Regions from separate parts of the Mus musculus genome. Here all the other regions are linked to region 1. A link is a contact called in public Hi-C and HiChIP or PLAC-seq data. All regions are on one chromosome and are shown on one strand. The core of a region is the stretch at or near the end of the contact, and the rest is flanking DNA. Distances in the headings are between cores, read along the strand shown.

Region 1 (2,700 bases), core at 116-2,615:
GAGACAGAGAGAGAGCGCACAAAGGGCCAAGGCCACATAAGGTTGTTTACCTGTCATCCATCCAGTGGATCATATATCCTCAGAGGTGAACAAGCAGGGCTAGATATTCAATAGGACGGTCTTGTTCACACACATTTGTAAAGGGGGCATTCACACAGAATTGTTGCTATTGGGCCAGGCATAGTGCACACATGTATTCTGAGTCCTCAAACACAGTTACATTCGGGCAGAGACAAGTAAGTACTCATGACATGCATAAAGGGGTCTGACTTGGGCTGCAGGCTTGGTGGCTGACAGTGTCTGCTGGGGTCAGATGCACGGCTGAATCCTGTCTCCTTTCCTGAAAGTCCTGCTCTCTCTCTCTCTCTCTCTCTCTCTCTCCCTCTGCCACCCCAAGGGGTGTGTGTGTGTGTGTGTGTGTGTGGTGTGTGTGTGTCTTCTGACCTGGAGTGAATGCCTGTAATGGAGAATGGCTAACCCAGGGAGGTGGAGGAGGAGGAGGAGAGGAGATCCTCGAGTTTAGCAAATGGAAGGTGAAATGCTATCTTAGCAGCCCTCTTCCTGCCCCGCTCCACACGCCCCCCTCCCCATCTCCCCCAGATTGCATTTCTAGATCTGGAGAACTGGGCTAAAGCGTCCAGCTCCATTTAACCTGTTGGGAGGGCCGAGTTAATGGCCAGGGGGTGGAGCATGCCACCCCTCCCCCCAGTACTAAGCGGGTTCAAGGTCTCCAGTTCACACCCCAGACTTCACTCCAAGTTTGGGTTCCTTCCCAGGGTTTGCCCGCTGAACTCTGATCATCTTCTGTTAGATCCTAGGGTGGAGAAAACTGGGGAGGGGAGGACCCCTCCCACAGGATCAATAGGCTTTCAACCTTCATCCCTGATGTCCGTCTGCCTGGGGTTAGCGGTATTTGCCTCTGTCCACTAAGATGGAGATCTCTTCAGATTTGAGGGTGCCTCTCCCTTGTCTTCCCCACCCTCCACCATCCTGGACAGTTCGAGGTTTTCTCCTTTGAACAGATCTAACCTCAGTATCTACTGCTGCGGCTCGAGGACAAGCTCTCCTTCGATCCCGCCGGACGCCAGGAGACATGACCCAGATCCTGGGGAACACTGTTCTCCACGCGGGTCCCGGGCACGCTGGGCGCCCCCGACTCCGAGAAGGCCGGTCTGCGCCCTGCGCGACCCGAGGCCTGGCCCGCGCCCCTCTAAACCCTTTTATGCGGGATTGGGGGTCTCGGCGGTGAAAAAGGCCTGGCTTAGCTTGGAGGGTGGAATGGATGCGGACAAGGCTTTGCCCGGCCGCAGCCCCCCGCACCGCCACCGCCCGCACTCCCCGCCTCCCTCACCTTTGCGCTGGGATCCGGGTCCATAGAGACAGCGACGTGCGGCTCGCGGCCCCACAGCACCAGCTGCAGGAGGAAGGGGCTGCGGCCGGAGCGAGGCGGGGTGGAGGCGGAGCCGGGGGTGGGGCGGGGGCCGGAGGCGGGCCAGAGGCGGGGGCGGGGAAGGGTGCCCGCCCTCCTTTGCGACCCCCACCACGCACAATAGACCCGATTTGTGGGAGATGCTCGAGGCCCACGGCTCCTGGCGTCCCCTTTCTTCCAGGCTCAGTCAGTCTGAGTATCGCCCGCCCCCTGGTGGGGGGGGGGCTACCACCGCGTGCGCCCTAAAACAGGCTGGTCCTACGGATCTGCTTTGGTCCTAAGACCCCTCCCATTTACCTACTGCAGGGACGCGTAACCCCCGGGTCCCGGAGTCTTGTACTCTGCTCTCTAACCTGTATCTCACTTCTTGCAAAACATGTTTGCCATGCCCTCCTGCCTTTGGTCTATGGAGCGGGTGTGCTGATGGGGACGACAGTATCAGATTTCTGCGTAGCTCTTGGTTCCCAGTTCAAGGTGTGATTCCTCACTCCCTGCTCCCTCCAGGCTATTCAGTTTGAGGTCAGAGTAGGTGAGATGGGGCCCTGAAGGGATGAAAAGACAGCATACAGAGAATGCTCTTTATGCACAAGAAAGCCATGCCACTACGTATGGATCACTCAACAAATCTCAGTCCAAACCCGGGCTCACCTCAAGGGATTGCGTTTATCATTTTCCATCGTCATTTTACCTCCAAACTTTCAGTGTTCCCAGGTATCCAAAAATTCTGTGCTTGCCAGGTTCAGCCTTCTTCCCTAACTCCTTTACGATGGTCTTCTCTGAAAACTCCGGCTCTCCTTTCCAAGTGCTATTTAGAGCGAATCGAGGGCTGGGGTTGGGGCTCAAGGGCACAGTGTTTGCCTAGCATGTAGGACACTCTGGTTTCATCTCCAGCATCACAGAAAAGCAAAAACAAAAGCAACAATGAACTCGGCTTTAAATCCTAGTGAATCCTGACCTCTGGCCTTGACCTCTCCACCTTTCAAAAAGAAAAAAAAAAAATCCGTGACGATAATGATGGGCAAAGAGGACCAAAATACGAGTCTAAAAAGCAGACTCTTGCATGTGCCTAGGAATTTAAGTCGTCTTCTAGTGGCGTATGAAACTGATGAGAGCCTGGGAAGAAACTTTCCTCTTTCAAGATTCCCCAGAGCTCATACAGTTTGGCACTCAATCTCATACAATCTCAGAATTTGGACTGTGTGTGTGGCTGCAGACTGCTAGACAGAAGGGCCCAGATCACACTTCCACCCCCCTGTTAGAATATCTCCTGG
Region 2 (2,700 bases), core at 77-2,576, 670 kb before region 1:
TACAAAGATTTCTAACAATTATACGAAATATACTGAATTCAGTTCAGTATGTCCAGACTACTAATAATTAACATGTAGTTTAGAATTATGTAAGACATCTCACATTCTTTTTCCTGTCTAGCTCTTCAAAATCAGCTGTGTACCTCACTTATGCTTACAGCACGCTCAGACCTGGAGACCCTGCCTTTCACACACACAGAAAGAAGCCACATGTGATTAAAGTGGCCCCACAGATCCAATGGGACAGCATCGATCTGTACTTCTGAAGCTTAGATTGGTTCAGGTGGATCCAGTGGGTGGTATGGGAAACGGATCCCTAGTAATCTTGTAGATTCAGCTCTGCCTATGTAACGGCTACTAAAAAACCCCTGCTTGGCCACGTGCTGCTTCGTTTGGGAGCTGCGGACTCAGGATCTAGAAGGTTGGTTTTACCTCCCTCATTGTTGTCGAATCATACTGGGACAACCTACAGGACCTTGGTTGACATCCTTCGTGAGACCAAGGGCAATGGAACTTTCTAACGTCTGGCTTGCATTTTTTTAAGAATCTGGTTTGTGGCTTGTGGAAAGAAGGCATCAACCTGGGGAAGAGGAAGCCTCATGGGACCAAAAGGCCCCTTGAGGGCAGAGGCTCAACTTTGATAGTTCCTGAAGCCACAGGCTCCTCTTGTGACGTAGGTGGGAGTTTTCTGTGAACCTTTCAGCAATCTGTCTGTCTGTCTGTCTCTGTCTTTTTAATTTGGACAGTCTCTTGCTCTGTAGGCCAGGCCGGCCTTGAACTCATGGCCATCCTCCTGCCTTAGCCTCATGCCGGGATCACAGACGAGAGCCATCAAGCTCGCTTTCTCCATCCGGTCTTGAAGACACACGCTTCAACTAGATGTTCCTGGTGCTCCAGAAGATGGGGATGTCAGTGACCAGGTTGGGGTTCGCACCCCGAAATACAGGCGTGAGGGGCGGGTCTCGGCTTGGGCCCGCGCCGCCCCATGTGACCCGGTCCGACGTGGTGTCGCCTCCTCTCGAGGAGGCGGTGGCGTCTTCGGCTGTGCGTCGAGCCGGCCCCGCGGCCGCTCATGAGCAGCCAGGGCCGCTCGGGTCCCCCCGGGAACCGCGGGCCCAGGGAAGGCGAGGGCGGGGAGGCGAGGAAACTGCAGGAGGCGAGGGTCGCGCGGGGAAAGCAAGGGAAAGGGAAAGGGAAGGGGAAAGCAGGTACCGGGCACGGCGGAAGAGGAAGCGGGGCGGAAGGAAAGCCGGGCCTGCAGCCGGAGAGGAAGGCAGCGGGGCCGGCGGCTGAGGCAGGCCGGGGACAGGAAGGCGAGGGAGGCGAGGAGGAAAGGCCGAGAAGCTCCGGGAAGCGGGATGAGGGCAGCGCAGAGCCGGGGAAGGAGGAGCGGAGGGTCGGGGCCGGGCGGCGGGAGGACGACAGCCTGGAGAGAGGACAGGAGCAGGGACCTCAGGCGTGCGGCGGCATCCCGGGAACCCGGACGGCCATGGCGGAGGACGCGGCGGAGGATGCCGCAGCGGCGGCCGTGGAGCCGGCCACCCGTCCGGCCGCGGGGCCCGCGCTCTGGCGCCTGCCGGAGGAGCTGCTGCTGCTCATCTGCTCCTACCTCGACACGCGGGCCCTCGGCCGCCTGGCCCAAGTCTGCCGCTGGCTGCGGCGCTTCACCAGCTGCGACCTGCTCTGGCGCCCGATAGCCCGGGCCTCGCTCAACACCGGCTTCACGCGGCTCGGCACCGACCTGTAAGCGCCCGCTCGCCCGCCCGCTCCCCGCCCCGGGCCGGCCAGCGTCCTGGGAAAGGGCGGGGCGCCGAGGCCTGGTCGGCTCGGGACCGTGTGGCACCCGGAATACTGAAGCCCAGACTTGCCCCCCACCCCCTCCCTCTCCCCTCCCCCAGCACCCTCGAGGAATACTGGTGTCACCCCTCTTCAAGATTCCCCAACCCGAGGAAACTTCCGGAGAGCATTCCTCAGTCGGCACCCTCCCCCGTGGGCGGCTACTCACAGTTAGCCATCCTAAAATGAGTATTCCCAAAGGTTTGGCTCCCTGGGTTCCTTGCCCTGTGTCCTGTGCGACAGACAGGACCTGAAGGGTGACTCCTGCTGGTTCTAGGGCCCAGGCCCAGGTCCACCAACGTGGTTTTTGTGGCCTTTCGTCCTGCCCACCCTCTCAAAGGTTGTTAGGTTTCAGGGCTCAGATCAAATTAAATGTGCAGAAAAGGGCTCAGAACCTTAAAAAAACAAAAACAAAAACAAACAAAAAAACCTTTCAGTTCCATTGTCAACCTATTTTAGGACTTAATTCAGGTGGAAGGACCCACAAAAGATGTCTGTGTGAGGCATCAAGTTGGATTTGGGGTAGGCGGTATCCAAGATAGGCAGTTTGACCTAGTAATATCTGAGACCCGTGGATGCAAACCATTCCTAAAACACTCAGGCTGTTAAACAGGAAGGGGAGAGCGTGTATGACAGTCACAGAACTGGTCAGGATAAACGCTTTCAGACTGCACCCTGCTCTTGCTTTGTTGTAACATATGCGAATATAATAAAGTTTTAAAAAACCGTAAGAAATGATCATTTGATGCACTCCTATTTCCATTTTAAAAGTTTTTCAGTTGCACACCCCCTAACCCTACTACCCCCCACCCCCCACCCCACTTCCCCATCCTAACAGAATGAATGCTTAATGAATGATGTAAT
Region 3 (2,700 bases), core at 182-2,681, 860 kb after region 1:
CAGTGCTCTCTCTTAATGCCTGGGCCTTCTCTCTGTCCTCTGCCTATTTATTTTTAGCTACAGTTGTGAGACAGACATTTTGAAATCTGAACATGGGTCCGGCTTGTCACAATCCTCAGTGTGTATTTTCAGTGTGTGTTAAGAACACTACTGTATTTGTCAGCCATTTTATTTGGTGAATTCCACTCAGTTCCTTCTTTCAGGCAGTGGTCCTGTTGGACCTGTGATGGCCTGAGGCACTGCAGCTGAATAGAATTTGATTGTTCTTTCTAGAGTAGATCGACTACTATAGATCCTGGGGAGTTGGTAACATCTACAACCATGAAAAATAAAGCTGAGAAGAGAATCAAGCTGTCAAGGGGGTAGAGTGAGGGGAAGCCAGGAGGTGACAGTACTGTGGTGACAGGCTGGCATGGGTGGGGAGCGGGGGAAACAGGCACTCTAGGGCGTAGACACCAGGTTCATAGAATCTGAGTGCAGGGTAAGAGGCCACTGCACTCCGGTCAGTGACCAGCAGCCACCACAGAAGAGCTCTTCAAACTTAGGGAACATGGCAGCCAGAGTGTAGCTTACTCTGAGTAAGTCACACTTACTCAGATGAGTGGAAAGGCAGAGAGCCAGGAGATGGAGCCTTGGGAAGGAGGAAGTGCCACATTTCCTCCTGCAGCTTTGTCTAAAACTCATTCATTTTTCTTTGAATCCAGGTCGGAAAGGTGTCTTCACTGGAAGCTCGGGGCTACAGATTGTATACCTCAGTGGGACCGAGTCCTTAGATGAACCAGTCCCAGCCCACAGCTTTAGTCCCAAGGATGTGTCTTCTCTGAGAACAATGCTGTGCTCGGCTTCCCAGTTTAAAGGTGTTGATATCTTACTCACGTCCCCGTGGCCCAAGTACGTGGGGAGCTTTGGGAATTCCTCTGTGAGTAGTGCTTGTTCAGTTGCAATTTTAAAGCAAATTATACTGGCTTAAGTTGGGGTTTAAAGTTTTTCTCTCTATTTTGAATATGTTAACTCTTAGTACCTTTTACTAGAAACATTTTGTGAAAAAAATTCAAGATTCTGTAATGTACATCTACTGACAAAAACAGTTGATCTCATAAAAATATAATTTGCAGATAAGATTGTGGAATCTTAATTATAAGCAAATGGTTCCTGGAATTACGTTCTCTACCAGTATTCTCCCTTAGCCTTCTTTGTATATTTTGTAAGTTTATTAATTCCCAGTGGAGAGATCTATAGCTATTGGCATCCCTCCAGTTGCATTATTTCCCCTTCCGTTCCAGAATATTGGGTTTGGCTATCACAGTATATTTCAAAATCAGGTCATTGTGAAATTGAGTCCAATAGTGTAAATATTTACAGATAGGGAACAAGGTGCTGAGCCTGAATTTCTGTTATGGACACAAATCTGGAATGCCCTGGAGGCCACCCCTGTATTTTTATTAATAGTCCTGAGAAGGGGCAGTTACTGTAAACTATGACATAACAATGCCTAAGAAGACCTTGGGAAGGTTGTGTAAGGGTAGAAAGCATCAGCTGAGCCTCAGTGGAGGGGAATGTAAGACTGAATCTGGGAATAAACCCTCACAACTGGATCCCGAATTCAGTGCTGTCCCAGAGCGACCTGTGTGTAGACCCGTCCTCCCTGACTCAGCACTAAGTGTCTGTGATCATAAAAGTCAGCAGGATGCCAGTGTCATCAGGGAGAGTGTTTGACAACCAAGAGCCTAGTTTCCTTACCAGCTGTGGTTCCTTCCCTTCTAGAAAGGGTGCCCCTCATTCTGGGAGAGCAAAAGCCAGCATAGGGCAGTAGGGGGGGAGACTTTGGTCAGAGTTTGTAAACAGCCATATAAGATTTTTATGAGGAAGAAAGCAATATACTTGGCTATCTTTGTGATACTACAACCAAGTTCAAGGTCAGTCACCTTTCTTTAGCAAACATAAGGTGAGAGCTAGGAGTATTCTGTGAGCAAATCTACCATGACAATATTTTACTTGCAAGCTTCTGTTTGTTTTGTTTTGTTTGAGGCAGGGTCTCTATATAGCCCTGGCTGTCCTGGAACTTGCCATATAGACCAGGATGTCCTTGAATTTATAAAGATCTGCCTGCGTCGGCCTCCAGCCTCCCGGGTGCTGGGTTAAAGCACCGGTAAGCTCTCCAGCATCGGTGTGGCTGTGCCATTTCCTTGTCTGAACAGCAGGACAGCTTGTGTGGTTCTGAGGCCCTTGACTGTTCGCTGGAGCCTGGGTGCTCTAAGTGTTAGTGTTTACTTTCTGCATTGACCACAGCTTACTCTGTGTGATACACGTGCACTATAAATCGTATTATGCAGATGTAGTTTGTAGTTTGTAGTTTATAGAGACCTCTTTTCAAAAGAAGTCTTAAAGTTTGTTTTAGAGGTTACTATGAAGGGATTGCCTTACCTTGTACCCTCTGGTTTCCAACAGTTGTGTCATTTCTGTAATTATAATATTCCAGTGTTCTTACATGTTTGATTGCCTAGGTATGCAGTTCACTGCAAATTCACATCTGTGTGTAAATTTGAAAGATATATCAAAACGTGTTTTTTGTTTCTTTACATTTCTTTATAATTCCTGAATCTGTGTCAATAACCAAGTTCCCATTTACTAGGGAGAAGTAGACACCAAAAACTGTGGCTCAGCTTTGATCTCCAGCCTCGCCGTGAGCTTGAAACCGAG
Region 4 (2,700 bases), core at 56-2,555, 840 kb after region 1:
GGCTATCAGGATTCATTGATCTTTTGGACTAATATGTGGTGGTCTCTGGCTCTCTTCGTCATAGGACAATGTGAGGTTCCAAGGTGATTAGCAATAAAATTCTTTAGAAAACCACGTCTTTGCATTTCCTTCTGGGGCTATTGAGAGAAGAGAGAAGGATAAGAGTGTAAGACATTGTTGTACACTCTCTGGAATGTACTGGGGGCCATGTCAATCTCAGGGAGGTTGCTTCTCCCAGCAATCTTGAAATAAGAAGCCTTGGTTCATAGGAATGTTTGAAACGGCGGGTACTTTGATTATCCTATAGAAAGGAGTGGAGAGAAGGAGAATCAGTCTAGGGAGAATCAGTCTTCAGAGAGGAGATTAGAGGATAACCAAGACTAAGTTAAACTTAGTCAAAAACTCTACACTTAAGATTTTGGATGCTCAGGAGCCTGCATCCTGAAAACCCTTACACACCTCTTTCCCCCTCTCCAGTGACTCTCATTCCCTCACACTGAGCCTTCTATTCATCCCTGTCACCCCCACCTGTTCTCACCACCCCCCTCCCCCAAGCATTCCGTAAACCCGCTAGACGCGTGCAACAACTAAGTATAATCAAGATAACCTATGTGTCAGTGACGTCGGAAGTTTCCTTCAAGAGAGGTCCTTTCAACTAAACATTAGGGGCTAGCTTGCACTTCAAGAGATGTGAGTCAGAGAGTTGATACTAGTCCAAGGCCTATGGGAAAGGTAAGGGAGATTCCATCAAGAATCAAGGCCAAAGCCGGGCGGTGGTGGCACATGCCTTTAATCCCTGATTTCTGAGTTTGAGGCCAGCCTGGTCTACAAAGTGAGTTCCAAGACAGCCAGGGCTACACAGAAAAATCCTGTCTCGAAAAACCAAAAAAAAAAAAAAAGAAGATTCAAGGCCGAAATCTTGTGGGAGACACCCTGTAAAAGCGAATCCCTGAACAATTCTTTGATGAACAAAACATGTCAGGGTGCTGGTGTCTGGGGAGGAGGCCACCTCTCTCCAATAACTTTAGCTGACATGTTATGATGGGTCCACAACCCAAGACAGGCCGTGGCTGGCACAAGTGACCGTTCTAGAGTGTGGCTGCAGGGACGAACGCATTGCCAACCAGGTACTGTGATCTCAGTAACGGGCTAATTCGCAATAGCCTTAGCTTCAGTTTCAGCTTCATGCTTGGACTTTGATAAAAGGTCCTTATTTGAGGTGTGACTTGGGCAAGCCGATCAAAGCAAGGAAGCTGTGAGCAAGCGGCGGGGCGGGGCACCCGCGGGGCGCACGCGCAGATGCCCTTAGAACCGGAAGCAGCCTTGGGTCGGGCATGGCGGCGGCTGCGGAGGGCGTCCCGGCGACGCGACGGGAGGAGCAGCCACCTCGAGGTACTACCCTGTGTGGATGGAGATGCGGCGGCTGATGGTGGGGAGGCTAGGTCCGGATGCAGGAGCCGGTGGACCTGTCTACCGCAGTCAGGGCACTGAGACGAAAGCCTAGCTCCTGAGCATGGGAACGGAGTTGGCGTTTCAGGTGGGCGGGTGCGAGGAGAAGGGACGGGATGGTGGCAGGAGGAGAACGAAGGCGGCGGGAGCCCAAGTCGGGAGGGACTTAGGAACCGTCCGCTTTGGCTGGATTAGGTCTGGGGATAGGACGTTTACTCCTCACCTCCCACCCACACCTTGCCAGATGATGCTGCGGTGGAGACAGCCGAGGAAGCAAAGGAGCCTGCCGAAGCTGACATCAATGAGCTCTGCCGGGACATGTTCTCCAAAATGGCCACATATTTGACTGGGGAACTGACAGGTGATACGCAACCCCTTCTGGCTGATCCCAGCTGTGTATTTGCATTTGACTTCACGGAAATCTGAATGGTGCTTTAGCAGCCTCTGGTCAGTCCATGGTTGAATGGGAGGAAAGGAGCCGCTCTCCCCCTTGTCTTTCCCCAGGGAAGCACACCAACCACTTTTGAAACACAAATCTGCAGGCCTCTTGTCATAAAGGCCAACAACAAGAATTCCACACTGTTAGTCCAGAAGTGCCCCGCCGGGGGAGAAGTATATTTTAAGCAGAGTTGTGAAGGAAATGGAAGGGGGGGGGTACGTGAAACAGTCCAGTTAGTAAAAGAGCTGGAGTAAGCAAGCATTTGATGAAACCTGAAGGTTAGTCTGAAGATTTGCTGACCCACCCGTGGGACACGGTTAGATTTTAGTTCAGTGTCCCTGCGTCTGCATCTGTGTCTGTGTCTGAGGCAGAGTCAGAAAGCAGAGGCTGGACCTTCTGGGGTGACATAAGAACTTATACTGTTTCACTGCTCTGTGAAAAAATTACTCTCTCTCTCTCTCTCTCTCTCTCTCTGTGTGTGTGTGTGTGTGTGGCTTAGAACGACTTTCGAGAGTTGGTCCTCTTCTTAGACCACGTAGGTCACGAGGACCACGCTCTGATCTTCAGGCTTGGTAGCAAGGGCCCTCTCACAGGCCCCACCCCAGGAAATTTTTCTGTGAGCCCAATTTGTGAACCAGGATCTATGAGGAAAGGTTTAGTAGAGAAGTTGGGGGGTTGTAAGTCGCAGATTTTCTCTGCCTGATCGTTCACTTATTTTTGAGCAAGAGAGACCAAGTAACAAAAATCCAGATATATGGGTTCTCCCCACAAATTCTGAAGTCTATCGTAACTTACTTAGTAGGGCTCTACTT

What was found. Hi-C and Micro-C count contacts between places; a contact is called where the count stands out from the background. HiChIP or PLAC-seq counts read pairs in DNA pulled down with a chosen protein or histone mark.
Region 2: a contact with region 1 is called in a FOXA1 HiChIP or PLAC-seq map of pancreatic cancer cells. The contact joins the promoter of Fbxw4 here to the promoter of Sema4g in region 1. A contact is called at or near these places in 1 of 39 promoter capture datasets (liver) and 1 of 115 datasets of contacts at active chromatin or transcription factors (pancreatic cancer cells).
Region 3: a Hi-C map of liver shows a contact between it and region 1, with 2.5 times the contacts expected there. The contact joins the enhancer-like site here to the promoter of Sema4g in region 1. A contact is called at or near these places in 5 of 39 promoter capture datasets (the 3T3-L1 cell line, the C10 cell line, embryonic stem cells and 1 more), 2 of 484 Hi-C or Micro-C datasets (both in liver), 2 of 115 datasets of contacts at active chromatin or transcription factors (forebrain and neural tube) and 1 of 9 other capture datasets (macrophages).
Region 4: a FOXA1 HiChIP or PLAC-seq map of pancreatic cancer cells shows a contact between it and region 1. The contact joins the promoter of Bloc1s2 here to the promoter of Sema4g in region 1. A contact is called at or near these places in 6 of 39 promoter capture datasets (the C10 cell line, cranial neural crest, hippocampal neurons and 2 more), 1 of 484 Hi-C or Micro-C datasets (liver), 5 of 115 datasets of contacts at active chromatin or transcription factors (bone marrow-derived macrophages, embryonic midbrain, forebrain and 2 more) and 1 of 9 other capture datasets (embryonic stem cells).

What each region holds. Positions count from the first base shown.
Region 1 is chr19:44,988,009-44,990,708 of GRCm38.p6, reverse strand. Sema4g (sema domain, immunoglobulin domain (Ig), transmembrane domain (TM) and short cytoplasmic domain, (semaphorin) 4G) reads right to left here and starts at 1,365. Exons shown (of 15, transcript NM_011976.1): 1 at 1,352-1,365.
Region 2 is chr19:45,658,819-45,661,518 of GRCm38.p6, reverse strand. Fbxw4 (F-box and WD-40 domain protein 4) reads left to right here and starts at 1,326. Exons shown (of 9, transcript NM_013907.2): 1 at 1,326-1,743. The coding sequence starts at 1,490.
Region 3 is chr19:44,127,417-44,130,116 of GRCm38.p6, reverse strand. Cwf19l1 (CWF19-like 1, cell cycle control (S. pombe)) reads left to right here. Exons shown (of 14, transcript NM_001081077.1): 5 at 705-919; 6 at 2,633-2,700. Among named protein-coding and RNA genes, the nearest start is that of Gm52383, 6.8 kb to the right of the region's middle. Within about 2 kb of position 1,431, at least 7 of the 459 cell types and tissues checked have an H3K27ac peak or open chromatin away from gene starts, as enhancers often do. A contact at or near this core is called in liver, where this site is marked.
Region 4 is chr19:44,145,051-44,147,750 of GRCm38.p6, reverse strand. Bloc1s2 (biogenesis of lysosomal organelles complex-1, subunit 2) reads left to right here and starts at 1,305. Exons shown (of 5, transcript NM_028607.1): 1 at 1,305-1,392; 2 at 1,694-1,810. The coding sequence starts at 1,335. Pkd2l1 (polycystic kidney disease 2-like 1) reads left to right here. Exons shown (of 15, transcript NM_181422.3): 15 at 1-114.